Linked DNA regions of Oryctolagus cuniculus: region 2 is linked to region 1. A link is a contact called in public Hi-C data. All regions are on one chromosome and are shown on one strand. Each heading gives the region's core, a stretch centred on a gene start, on an enhancer-like site or on the middle of the called end of the contact. The rest is flanking DNA. Distances are from core to core; before and after follow the strand shown. Region 1 overlaps LOC103351609 (a long non-coding RNA gene). Region 2 holds the start of SOX9 (SRY-box transcription factor 9).

Region 1 (5,281 bases), core at 1,424-3,923:
GGCGTGGGTTTCTCACCCTGAGAAGCTTGGGTGTCACCCATGGGAACAAGCTCGTCTGAGGCCACATGTGGTGAAACTCCCTGTGACGTCCACGTCGCCTCTCCCGGGCACTGGCTCCCTGGGGAATGTGTGAGTGGCTCCCCTGGGGCAAAGAGCAGCTGCTGGAGGTGATTCATACGCAGGGCTCTCAGCCCTGTCACCCCTGGGTCTGCGGGTTCCGTCCATTACTCAGCCTCCGGCTGCTGGGCTTCGCTAGGCTCGGGCGTGCCAAGGGCAGCCTGCTCTCCAGCACTGCCCTCCCACCTCCATCAGACCCGAGCAGATACAGTCTGTTCTGTAAGGAGTTGGGAGCAGGAGCCGGGGTGGGGGGACAGTGGGCAGAGAGATGAAAGAAAGAAAACAGTGTTCCTTCTGTTGAGAAACATAAACTCAGCTGCCAGGCGACCTCTCTTTTTTGCTTTTTTAAAAAACATTTTGTTTATTTGCAAGGCAGAGTTAGAGAGACAGAAGGTGAGGGTGAGGGTGAGGGTGAGGGTGAGGAGAGAGAGAGAGAGAGAGAGAGAGAGAATCTTCCATTTGCTGGGTCACTCTCCAAATGGCTGCAATGCTGTGTTTGGGCCAGGCGAACTCCAACCAGGTCTCCCATTGCACCTGGGCCATTCTCTGTTGTCTCCCCAGGCACATCAGCAGGGAGCTGGATCAGAAGTGGAGCAGCCGGGACTCCTATGTGAGGCCCACGAAGCTGGCAGTGGTTTAACCTGCTACACCACAGCACCTGCCCCAGGGTGGGCTCCTTAAACCAGCAGTGACACCCAGTCTGCTCACCCCCACCACAGCCCCTAGGCTCTGTTGCTTCCGAGACCTGGGATTCTGGACATTCCATGGGGTCCCAGCTGCCGTCAATCCTTTCTGGAACAAGGTGGAACGAGGCAGACCGACAAAGCAGCTGAAGTAGAACATGAGCTTTCCAAGTACTGCCCCCTGCTCAGCCCCAGCCTGGGACAAAGGAGGCGGGACGGAGGGTGGGCATTCATGTGGCTCCTCCCGCACCCCCTCCCCACAATGCCATTCAAACAGTCTGGAAGGTTCCTTATTATTTAAAGGAATTTTAGAACAGGTACCCTCCGCAACACCCACAGCCCGCCCTACTGAGGTCAGAGTCTCTTGACGAAAAGGCGGCATGAGCATCATTGTAGGATTAAACAAATCAGACCGTCTCCGCTTTCCTTCTCTTCTCTGAAAATGCCAAAGATATCTGCATCATCTCTTTACTATTTGCTGCAGGGTGGTGGGCTCTGTTCCAACCAACAGGAAGCCCAACAACTTTTGTCCTGGGTGCCTCCTTCACAGTCACCTGGAACAGGGAGAGACACATGGGTTCTGAGAAGGGGCAGACAGGGCATGGCTCGGCCCTCTCCATCACAACCAACCTCCAGGCAGCCCTGGGCGATATGCAAATGAAGGGGCGTGGTCAAGCGCCAATAAAACTTTATTGATGGACACCGAAATTTAAATTTCACCTCTTCTCCACATGTCACAAAATCTCATTAAAAAAAAAAAAAACTTTCATGTGACAATGGTTCTCAGCTCACAAGCTGTACAAACAGGCGCGGGATGGTTCTGGCCGTGAGTTTGCCAGGCCTTGGTCTAGAATCTAATGCTTCAAAGGAAGCCCTCTGAGAGTGCTTCCTCATGAAAAGAAATAGAATCATGGTCACCACAGCTAACATTTATCGAGCACTTGTTCCATGAAAGGGCTTGACATGGAACACTGCTTCTCCTCCTCTGCACACATGAGATGGGTAAACACCTCCTGGTTCTTCCCTATTCCTGTAGACGGGAACGCTGGACCTCACAAGACGGCAATGGCAGTGAGGGCCGCACTTGAGGACTATGACTCTGGACAAAGGCAGGGGTGCACGCGTGCAGCACCCTGAGACACGGAGCCATGGGAAGGCAAGGTGACGAGCGGATGGGGTCTCAGACGCCACTCCCGGGGCTGTGCAGGATTCGTTCACAGAAACCACCCAGGGGGTGCGACACCCACGTTCTCCTCCAACATGTCTGTCACTCAAGGGAAACCCAGCTCAAACAGCCTCCTTGGAGAGTTTCGAATCTGGGCAAGGCAGGAGCATGGATGCAATTTACAAACCGAGCATCACCCAGGAAGCTGGGTCACAGACGCAGTGCGATAAAGGGGCCAGTGGCAGGGACGGGAGCCTCCATCAGGCAGCTCTTTTTTCTCAGCTCTGCTGCGAGCTGGCCCAGAAGCAGGCGTCTGCCCTGCGTACTAAGCCCCATAAGCGGCCTCGGCGTCCGGCTGCCCTGGTCTCCCCAGTGTCTCCCTGCTTCTGCACTTCCAGACTCTACCGTCCAGGCTACATGCAAGAAGTGTCCTCAGGGCCAGGTCTTCCTCCAGCTGCCACCCAGACAGAGTTCCATTTAAAGCGCTCACCCTCCGCCCCCGGGGAAGAGAACTGGGTGGCTGCTTTCAGTTCCTTTTAGGCCCGTTGCCCGATTTCTTTTCCATCCCGGGCACCACGGCCCATCTGGGTAGAAGAGCACACCCCTTGGCTGCCGCCGGGTCCGCCACACCCAGTGGAAAGCCACGGATCCTGGATATAAACCGAGCAGAGCGAGGAAAAGCCGTCTGCTGGAGCAGCCCTCCCTCCACCCTGCAGACACGCACGCGGCTTTTCTAATCCTCGTGGCTTCGCAAGAAGGAGGCCCGACCCGCCACGGCGCTGGCGAGGCCGACCAGGCGGGAGGCAAGCTTCTCATTATGTGAAACTCTTGGCTGGGTCCTCTTTCTCTGCATCCTGCTAGCAATTTTGTATCCGGTTTGGGAATTCCAGGAACATCTGTGATTGTCTTTTACCCAACCACACATGTGGGAGCCGAGGGCTCGGTCATGTTCCTACCTGCGGTGCCCTGTCATTAGCCCGGAACGGTGCGTGCGTTCTCTGCTTAGCAGCGAGACACAGAAAGCCTCGGCTGGCAACCCCACCTGCGGGCCCCAGCCGCGCTGCCTGCCGCGCCCGGCTCAGACCACGTCGCCCATCCGAGGGTGAGAGATGCCAGGGTTAACAGGCCTTGTTTGAACAGGCCAAGTCCTCTACCCAGACAGCACAATTTTTTAAAGATTTTTTTTATGGGAAAGACAGAGCTATAGAGATCTTCCATCCACTGGCTTACTCCCTAAATGGCTGCAAGAGAAAAGGCTGGGCCAGGCCGAAGCCAGGAGCCATAACTCCATCCAGCTCTCTCACATGGGTAGCAGGGGCCTAAGTACCTGGGCCACCCTCCACTGTCTTCCCAGGCACATCAGCAGGGAGCTGGATCGGAAGCGCGGCAGCCAGGACTCAAACCAGTGCTCTGATATGAGACGCCGGCACTGCGAGTGGCAGCTATAGCCGCTGCACCACGACACGCGTCCCCTGACCTCACATTTTAACATGGCCTTCCCCTGGCCAGTCCTGGGAGGCCCTGTCCAGGCCATCTTTCCTTCCCTCCCCCAGCTCCGCCTGGAGAGCCAGTGACCCTGCAAAGCCTCCTCAAAATTGTATTCCTCTCTGACAAAGGCCCGTGTCTCCCCAGCACTCCTGCCACGTCTCCCGGGGAAGTTTCACAGATTTGTCAACCCAGAGCTCAGACACGCCACGCGAGGCCTGTGTGCCTCTGGGCCTGGAAGAAGAGCTAGGTGCTGAGCGTACCTTTATCAGCTAGCACAATCACACAGCGCCGTGAGACAGTTCCATCCCCGTGCCCGCAAGCTAGCGCAGATACGACATCACCAGGCAAGGCCCTGTCACAGGTCCACCGTGCTATACGCAGCCCCACGGACACGCCAAGCACCACCAGGCGGTTCACGCCTACAACACGTAAACACACTCTGCCGCTAACAATGCTGCATGCCCCAGGTGGGACTCGTGCTGTTTTTGAAGTGAGAGGGACCTCAAGGAGTGTCTGGCTTAGGGACTTACACCTGTCCTCCCCCTCGGGGTCCTGGAGAAAGGTGTCCCACCAGGGCACGGGCACGCCCAGCCGCTCTCTAGTTCCCTTCAATGGCTGTGTTCAAATACACCATATTGGACATTCATGTAAGATTTTGTTTCCATAGGTAGCAACATTTTTTTTAACTTTTTTTTTTTTTTTTTTTTTGTGACAGGCAGAGTGGACAGTGAGAGAGAGAGACAGAGAGAAAGGTCTTCCTTTTTGCCGTTGGTTCACCCTCCAATGGCCGCCGCAGCCGGCACACCGCGCTGATCCAATTGCAGGAGCCAGGTACTTATCCTGGTCTCCCGTGGGGTGCAGGGCCCAAGGACTTGGGCCATCGTCCACTGCACTCCCTGGCCACAGCAGAGAGCTGACCTGGAAGAGGGGCAACCAGGACAGAATTCGGCACCCCGACCGGGACTAGAACCCGGTGTGCCGGCGCAGCAAGGCGGAGGATTAGCCTAGTGAGCCGCAGCGCCGGCCCTAACTAATGTATTTCAACCAGCTCAACTTAAACACGAGTGAGGCCCAGAGCGGGGAGGTAACTTGTCCAAGGTGACACAGCTGGAACAAGAAGCAGGTGCCAGATAAGCCGACATTCTACAGAGGGGCCCTTCAGCTCCCACAGGAGAAGAACCTGCACGCACCCAGCGGTCACTCCAATCCCAACAGCCGGCCTCGTTTCCTTCTGCTGGTCTTCCCAGGCTTTGCCTTGGGGGTGAGCTCAAACCAGGTGGTGGTTGGGGACCAGACAGATAGCAGATGGCGGCCAGGCCTGGGGATGAATCAGGAGGTGAGGGGAGCTATGACAAACCCAAGGAGGCAGCCCAGGCAGAATACCGGTTCAGTGTCTTCAAGCGTGTCTCTGATCCAAGCAAACCTGAAGACGCGAAATCCATAAGAAATGGCCCCAGTTCACATACGGGCAGCTAATTCAGGCCATTTTAGTGTAAGGTGTGAGTAAAAATTAAACAGCCCCAGATCCAGGCCTCTGGGGCTGCCTGCTCGTGAACCCCGCCCCCGAGGAATGCCTTTCTGGTTGAGAGATCAGCCAGCAAGACAAAGAGAAGCAAGTCTGTGATCCTGAGCTCCAGATGAACTCTGGGGCTGAAAGAAGCTCCCCCGGCATAAAACGTTAGCTTCTACGCGGGAAGCAATTTCAAACAAACCTCCACAAATCCTGGGCTCGGGCCCACAATGCCCACACAGCATCCCGGGATTTAGGGTTTCCCGGCGAAAAGAGACAGCAGAAACAAACCAGTCGTGTTTTCCCAATAAAACTCTT
Region 2 (5,281 bases), core at 1,727-4,226, 330 kb before region 1:
AAACGGAGCCCGGCGCCGGCCCCGGGCGCGGCAAAAGGCTCGGAGAGGGGGGGAAGGGGGGAGCGGGAGCGGATTCCAGGCCTCGGTTTCCCCAGACCGCCCCTTGGGATCCCCTGGCACCTCGGAGTCTTCGCTCTCATGAGACCGACGCGGACCCCCAAAGCGCCCTCCGCCGTGTGCCCCGGCCCCTTGCCCCTCCTCGCCTCCATCCAACGGACGACCCTGGCGCGTCCAAGTCTAGACGCTCTGGCTAACACCGGGCCGGCAGCCTCAGTTTCCTGATCTGTAACCTGGACGCGCAGAGCGGGCTCCTTTCCCTGTGGCTCTGAGCTCCTCAGATCCGGGACTGCCAGCGTCTGCCTCGGTCGGGGCCACCCGGGAATGTCACTTCGAAGCGAATGGAGCTCCTGAATGGATGGGGGTGGTTAGGGCAGTGGGCACCAAGAGGTCTCTGCAGATCAGGACCGAGCCACTAGCGCCCACGCGCCAGACTGGGCCTGCCCCTGGACAGCCAGGCTGTCTTGGCCCCGGGGGTTCCCCATGGATCTCCTCGGGTCTGTGCGCAACAGCGCACCTCGGTTGCGCTTCTACAGCCAGGTCCCGCATAGACGCGCACACACCTCACGAGCTCCCCAGCCTGGGCTGCCCAGAGGTGGATGAGCAGAGGGAGCAACATCGAGGAAGAATCCCCCCCAGAGACGAATCTCAGCAGCAAAGCCCCCCGCGCGCGCGCCCCAGGCCCCGCGCCTAGCCGCCGCCAGCACCGGTTTCCCCGCAGCGTCTCGGAGTTAGAGACCGTTTCTGGGCTTTTGGCGCCCCCTCTGGATGCAGCTGGACATTGCAGCCCGTTTCCAGCTACGTGCCCTAAGTTTTCAAAAAGATACAAGTTGGCTCGCATCAAACCCACAGAAAACGTAGACGGCATGGCAGTTTCTGATTTTAAATGCTACAGATTGCATCCCTGAGCACGGGATTTCCCTAAAGGGGTATTTGTGGATGCGCCTATGTGCCTTAACGGATATTTCTTGAAACAGTCCAAAGCATCTTAAGGTCACTGTTTACCTTCGCTGCCTGGATGCCGATGGACACGGTAACTGCCATAAAAGACCACTCAGTGCGGACGTTCCGGCTCAAGCAGCCGCGCGCGCGGGCCCAGGGCCGCCTCCTAGATCAGGTGCCTGTGAGCCACACGGTGCCACGCACGAATGCCCTCTCCGCAGGGCGCAGACCTCTCGGGGCTCCCTCTGGTCCTCCAAGAGAGGGTGTTTTCCTGCACTTTTGGCAGAGAATCACAGAGCAACGAACAACTCGCAAGCTAAGGCATGGAGGTCTCTTGCGCCGGTAAACAAGCTGTAGGGTCCTGGAGACATGCAACCCCAGTTACGTGCGTTAAAAATGATAATAATAAAAATACTGCTGAACATGGTTGCACCTTACCACCTTCCCTCTAACGTCTTCGAAAGAAAACGAGATTTTTTAGAATTCTGCAGGCAAAACATTCTTTTAAGTCCTTCAATGGTGTCTGCACCTCTCAGATTAGAAGAGAAGGGGGGAAACCCAGATCTGCTGCGAGGCGGGTCGATTCACCATCACAGGCATTTCATCCGAGGCGAACTTTTGCAAGCGCGTCAAGGAGAGATGGGGGTGGGTGAATTTAAAATTAACAGTTTTCCATGGTTGTGTGCATGTATGTGTGATCCTGCAAGCATGAACCCCGCAGGCAACCAAGACTCCCCCACCCCACCCCATCTCAAAACAGATAAGTCTGCACTTAATCCAACCTGCCTGGCTTTAGGCGGTGCGTGTGCACACAGATCACACCTGAAATGCATAAGAGACGCCTCCCCCTCTCCCCAGAACTCCCGGCCGCGCGCGGGTCTGCAAGGGACCAGCTAAGGTCACAGCCGCCGGCGCTTCGCCGCTCCAGGTGCTCCGCAGAGACGGGCGAGAGCGGGCAGTCGGGCCGGGGAAGAGTGGTCCGCGCGGGGCCCAACTGTGTGGCCTTTTACAAAGCCAGCCCGTGACCGACGCTCTCCCAAAAGTCGGTCTCCGAAAGCCAGCGCGGTTGGCAAAGTTTGCGGGAGCAGCTGCAGCCGCCGCCGCCTCTGACTCGGCCGCGCCGGTGAGGAGCGCAGCGTCAACACAGTCGCCCAAAGGCTCAGAAGCTTAGGCGGGGAGAGGGGCCAGGGGTCCCTGGGAGGACTTGTAGGAGTTCAAGGTCGGGGGTGGCTCGGAGAGGCCGCGGCAGCGCGAGGCTACAGCGTCCCGGCCGCCGCCGCCGCCGCCGCCTCCCGCCCTGGCGGGGACGTAGCTTCGGTTTCCATTGATTCCCCGTGCAGGGGCGCAGCAGAATCCCCCCCAGCCGCGCGGGCCCCGGCGAAGCGGAGCATGTTAATCTCTTTATATGGATTATTACCGAGGAACAGCGGGCGTTGAGTCACCAAAACATTTGCTTCCCAAGACCATTTCTAAGCACTTTTGGAGGCGGGCAGGCAGGCTCCAGGCGCGCAAACCCGGCTGCGCAGGAAGGAGCGACTGCTTTTCGAACACTGCGAACTCCGGTGAAGTCCTCCGGACCGCAGAGAGAACAAGGGGAAGGGAGTTATCAGGGGTGAGCGGGCCGTGGCTCCTAGTCTAGACACACGCGCGCGCACAGGCACACACGCGCAAACTACCCGCGCGGAGAAAGGCCCCCGACATGCTGACATTCCGAGAGTGCGGCAAACTTACACACTTGGACGTCCCGGGTCCCCCGCCTTCCCCGCGGCACCCCCACCACCACCCCCCACCACCACCATCCACCCTTGGGCTGCGCTCCCTTCCCCTCCCCTCCCGTCTCGTCACCCAGCCCAGTACCACCATCCTTCTCCTCCCCTATACCCCGGCCCAATCAGCTGCCTGCCAACCCCGAGACTGCCGCGCTGTGATTGGCCGGGCGTCCCTAAGGTGAGTGGGTGTATTTATTAAAGCGACCCCGGGCTGGGAGTTGGAGAGCAGAGAGCGGAGCTCGAAACCGACTGGCAACTTCGGCGGCGCAGCGACTTGCCAAGTTCACCCCGGGAGCTTTTTCTTTGTAGGAGGAGAAGAGAAGGGGTGCAAGCGCCCCCGCTTTTGCGCTCTCTTCCTCTCCTCCTCCTCCCCTCCAGCTCGCCTCACTTCCCCCGCCCCGACTTTGGAGCGGGCAGCCGCGGACTGGTCACCCCGCGCCTCCCCCGGTGCTCGCCGCCGCAGCCGGGAGACGCGCCAGCCTCCCCGGGAGCCGCTCGCTCCGCGTCCGGGCAGCCGAAGGGAGAGGAGCCCGCGCCTCGAGTCCCCGAGCCGCCGCGGCTTCTCGCCTTTCCCGGCCACCCGCCCCCTGCCCCGGGCCCGCGTATGAATCTCCTGGACCCCTTCATGAAGATGACCGACGAGCAGGAGAAGGGCCTGTCCGGCGCCCCCAGCCCCACCATGTCCGAGGACTCGGCGGGCTCGCCCTGCCCGTCGGGCTCCGGCTCCGACACCGAGAATACACGGCCCCAGGAGAACACGTTCCCCAAGGGCGAGCCGGACCTCAAGAAGGAGAGCGAAGAGGACAAGTTCCCCGTGTGCATCCGCGAGGCGGTCAGCCAGGTGCTCAAGGGCTACGACTGGACGCTGGTGCCCATGCCCGTGCGCGTCAACGGCTCCAGCAAGAACAAGCCCCACGTCAAGCGGCCCATGAACGCCTTCATGGTGTGGGCGCAGGCGGCGCGCAGGAAGCTGGCCGACCAGTACCCGCACCTGCACAACGCCGAGCTCAGCAAGACCCTCGGGAAGCTCTGGAGGTAGGGCCCGGCGGGGGGCGGCGCGGGGTCGGGGGTGGGGGGCGCTGGCCGAGGCCACCTCTGCTCGCCCCGCCTTCCAGCGGTCCGGGAGTTGCGGTGCGGGGAGCGGCCGAGGCGGAGGAGGCGGGCGCAGGGAGGAGGGATTGGTGTGCGGCGGGCGAGGAGAAACTTTGGCTCGGAGTCCGACCAACTTCTTGGAGTGCCCTCGGGGGCGGCGCGGGGAGGGGGTGGCCAGTGGAAGAGGTGGGGGGGGGAGATAGCCGGAGGGCGGGAGCGGCCTGCTAGGAGACCCCAGGGCGGCGCGGGGGAGTTTCGTGCCCTCGGGCACCCCACATCCACGGAGTTGGGGTTGTAGGGGGGAGGGGGTGCAGGAGAAGACCCCTGGCAGGGACGGGGAAGGCAGGGGGTGGAGGCTACTGGACACAGATGAGGCCTCGGGGAGGCCTTTGGAAAGTTTGCAAAGGGTGTTGGGACGCGCAGGGGGCTACATGCAGTAGCAAAGGCGTTTAGAGCCGCTGCAGTGGGGCTGCCGTTTTCGTCTCCAGGGTTTCCAAACTAGGGGAAGGGGAGGGGGCGGGGCGGGGAGTGACCGCCACTCGGGTCGCACTACCCGAACTGAGCCTTTTTTTTTTTTAAGTAAAGTTATGAGCGGAGGCTGGGACGAGGAAGATGGGGGCTTGCGCGCGGGGAGCCCAGCGCTCGGAGTCACCCCCTGGGCCCCGCCGGCCTGACAGCTTGGCGGCGGGCTTCACTGACCCCTCCCCTCTTTCTCTCTGCGCCCCCCTCCCCACCCGGCCCCCACAGACTGCTGAACGAGAGCGAGAAGCGGCCCTTCGTGGAGGAGGCGGAGCGGCTGCGTGTGCAGCACAAGAAAGACCACCCGGACTACAAGTACCAGCCGCGGCGGAGGAAGTCGGTGAAGAACGGGCAGGCGGAGGCCGAGGAGGCCACGGAGCAGACGCACATCTCGCCCAACGCCATCTTCAAGGCGCTGCAGGCCGACTCGCCGCACTCCTCGTCCGGCATGAGCGAGGTCCATTCCCCCGGCGAGCACTCGGGTGAGCGCGCCTGGGCCCCACCTGGCTCAGCTCCAGGCTCTCGCCGGGGAGCCTCTGCCTGGGCACTGGGGAAGGCGCCACCGCCCCGGGCGCGAAGTCTCGCCCCTCTCCTCGCCCAGGGCCCCCCCCCAAACCCCCTGCGGGCGCGCGCGCGTGTGTGCACGCACACCGCCAACTCAGACTTCTAAGTTTTTATTGCTAGGTGAAATGCCTTTACAGCTTTTAGGAGATCTATGATGCCTCCTTCTGTCTGACCCCCGCCCCCAAAAGCACACACAAGGCTCTCCTACAAGTAGCAATTTGGTCTACTTCCGGACCCTGGTGGGCGTAGGGGGCGGGGACCCTCCCCTGATGGAAGGAGGTTGCGGGTGTGCAGCGGCGCGTCCATCAACTGGCCAAGAGGGAGCGCATCGGGGTGGG

Evidence for each region. Hi-C and Micro-C count contacts between places; a contact is called where the count stands out from the background.
Region 2: a contact with region 1 is called in a Hi-C map of skin fibroblasts, with 4 times the contacts expected there. The contact joins the promoter of SOX9 here to the enhancer-like site in region 1. A contact is called at or near these places in 2 of 6 Hi-C or Micro-C datasets (ear pinna and skin fibroblasts).

The regions. Positions count from the first base shown.
Region 1 is chr17:7,402,168-7,407,448 of mOryCun1.1, reverse strand. The region is part of intron 1 of LOC103351609 (a long non-coding RNA gene); the gene reads right to left. Among named protein-coding and RNA genes, the nearest start is that of SOX9, 330 kb to the left of the region's middle. Within about 2 kb of position 2,673, at least 1 of the 8 cell types and tissues checked has an H3K27ac peak or open chromatin away from gene starts, as enhancers often do. A contact at or near this core is called in ear pinna, where this site is marked.
Region 2 is chr17:7,736,011-7,741,291 of mOryCun1.1, reverse strand. It overlaps SOX9 (SRY-box transcription factor 9), which reads left to right and starts at 2,976. Exons shown (of 3, transcript XM_051825911.2): 1 at 2,976-3,803; 2 at 4,608-4,861. The coding sequence starts at 3,373. LOC103351608 (a long non-coding RNA gene) reads right to left here and starts at 2,830. Exons shown (of 5, transcript XR_011383266.1): 1 at 2,731-2,830.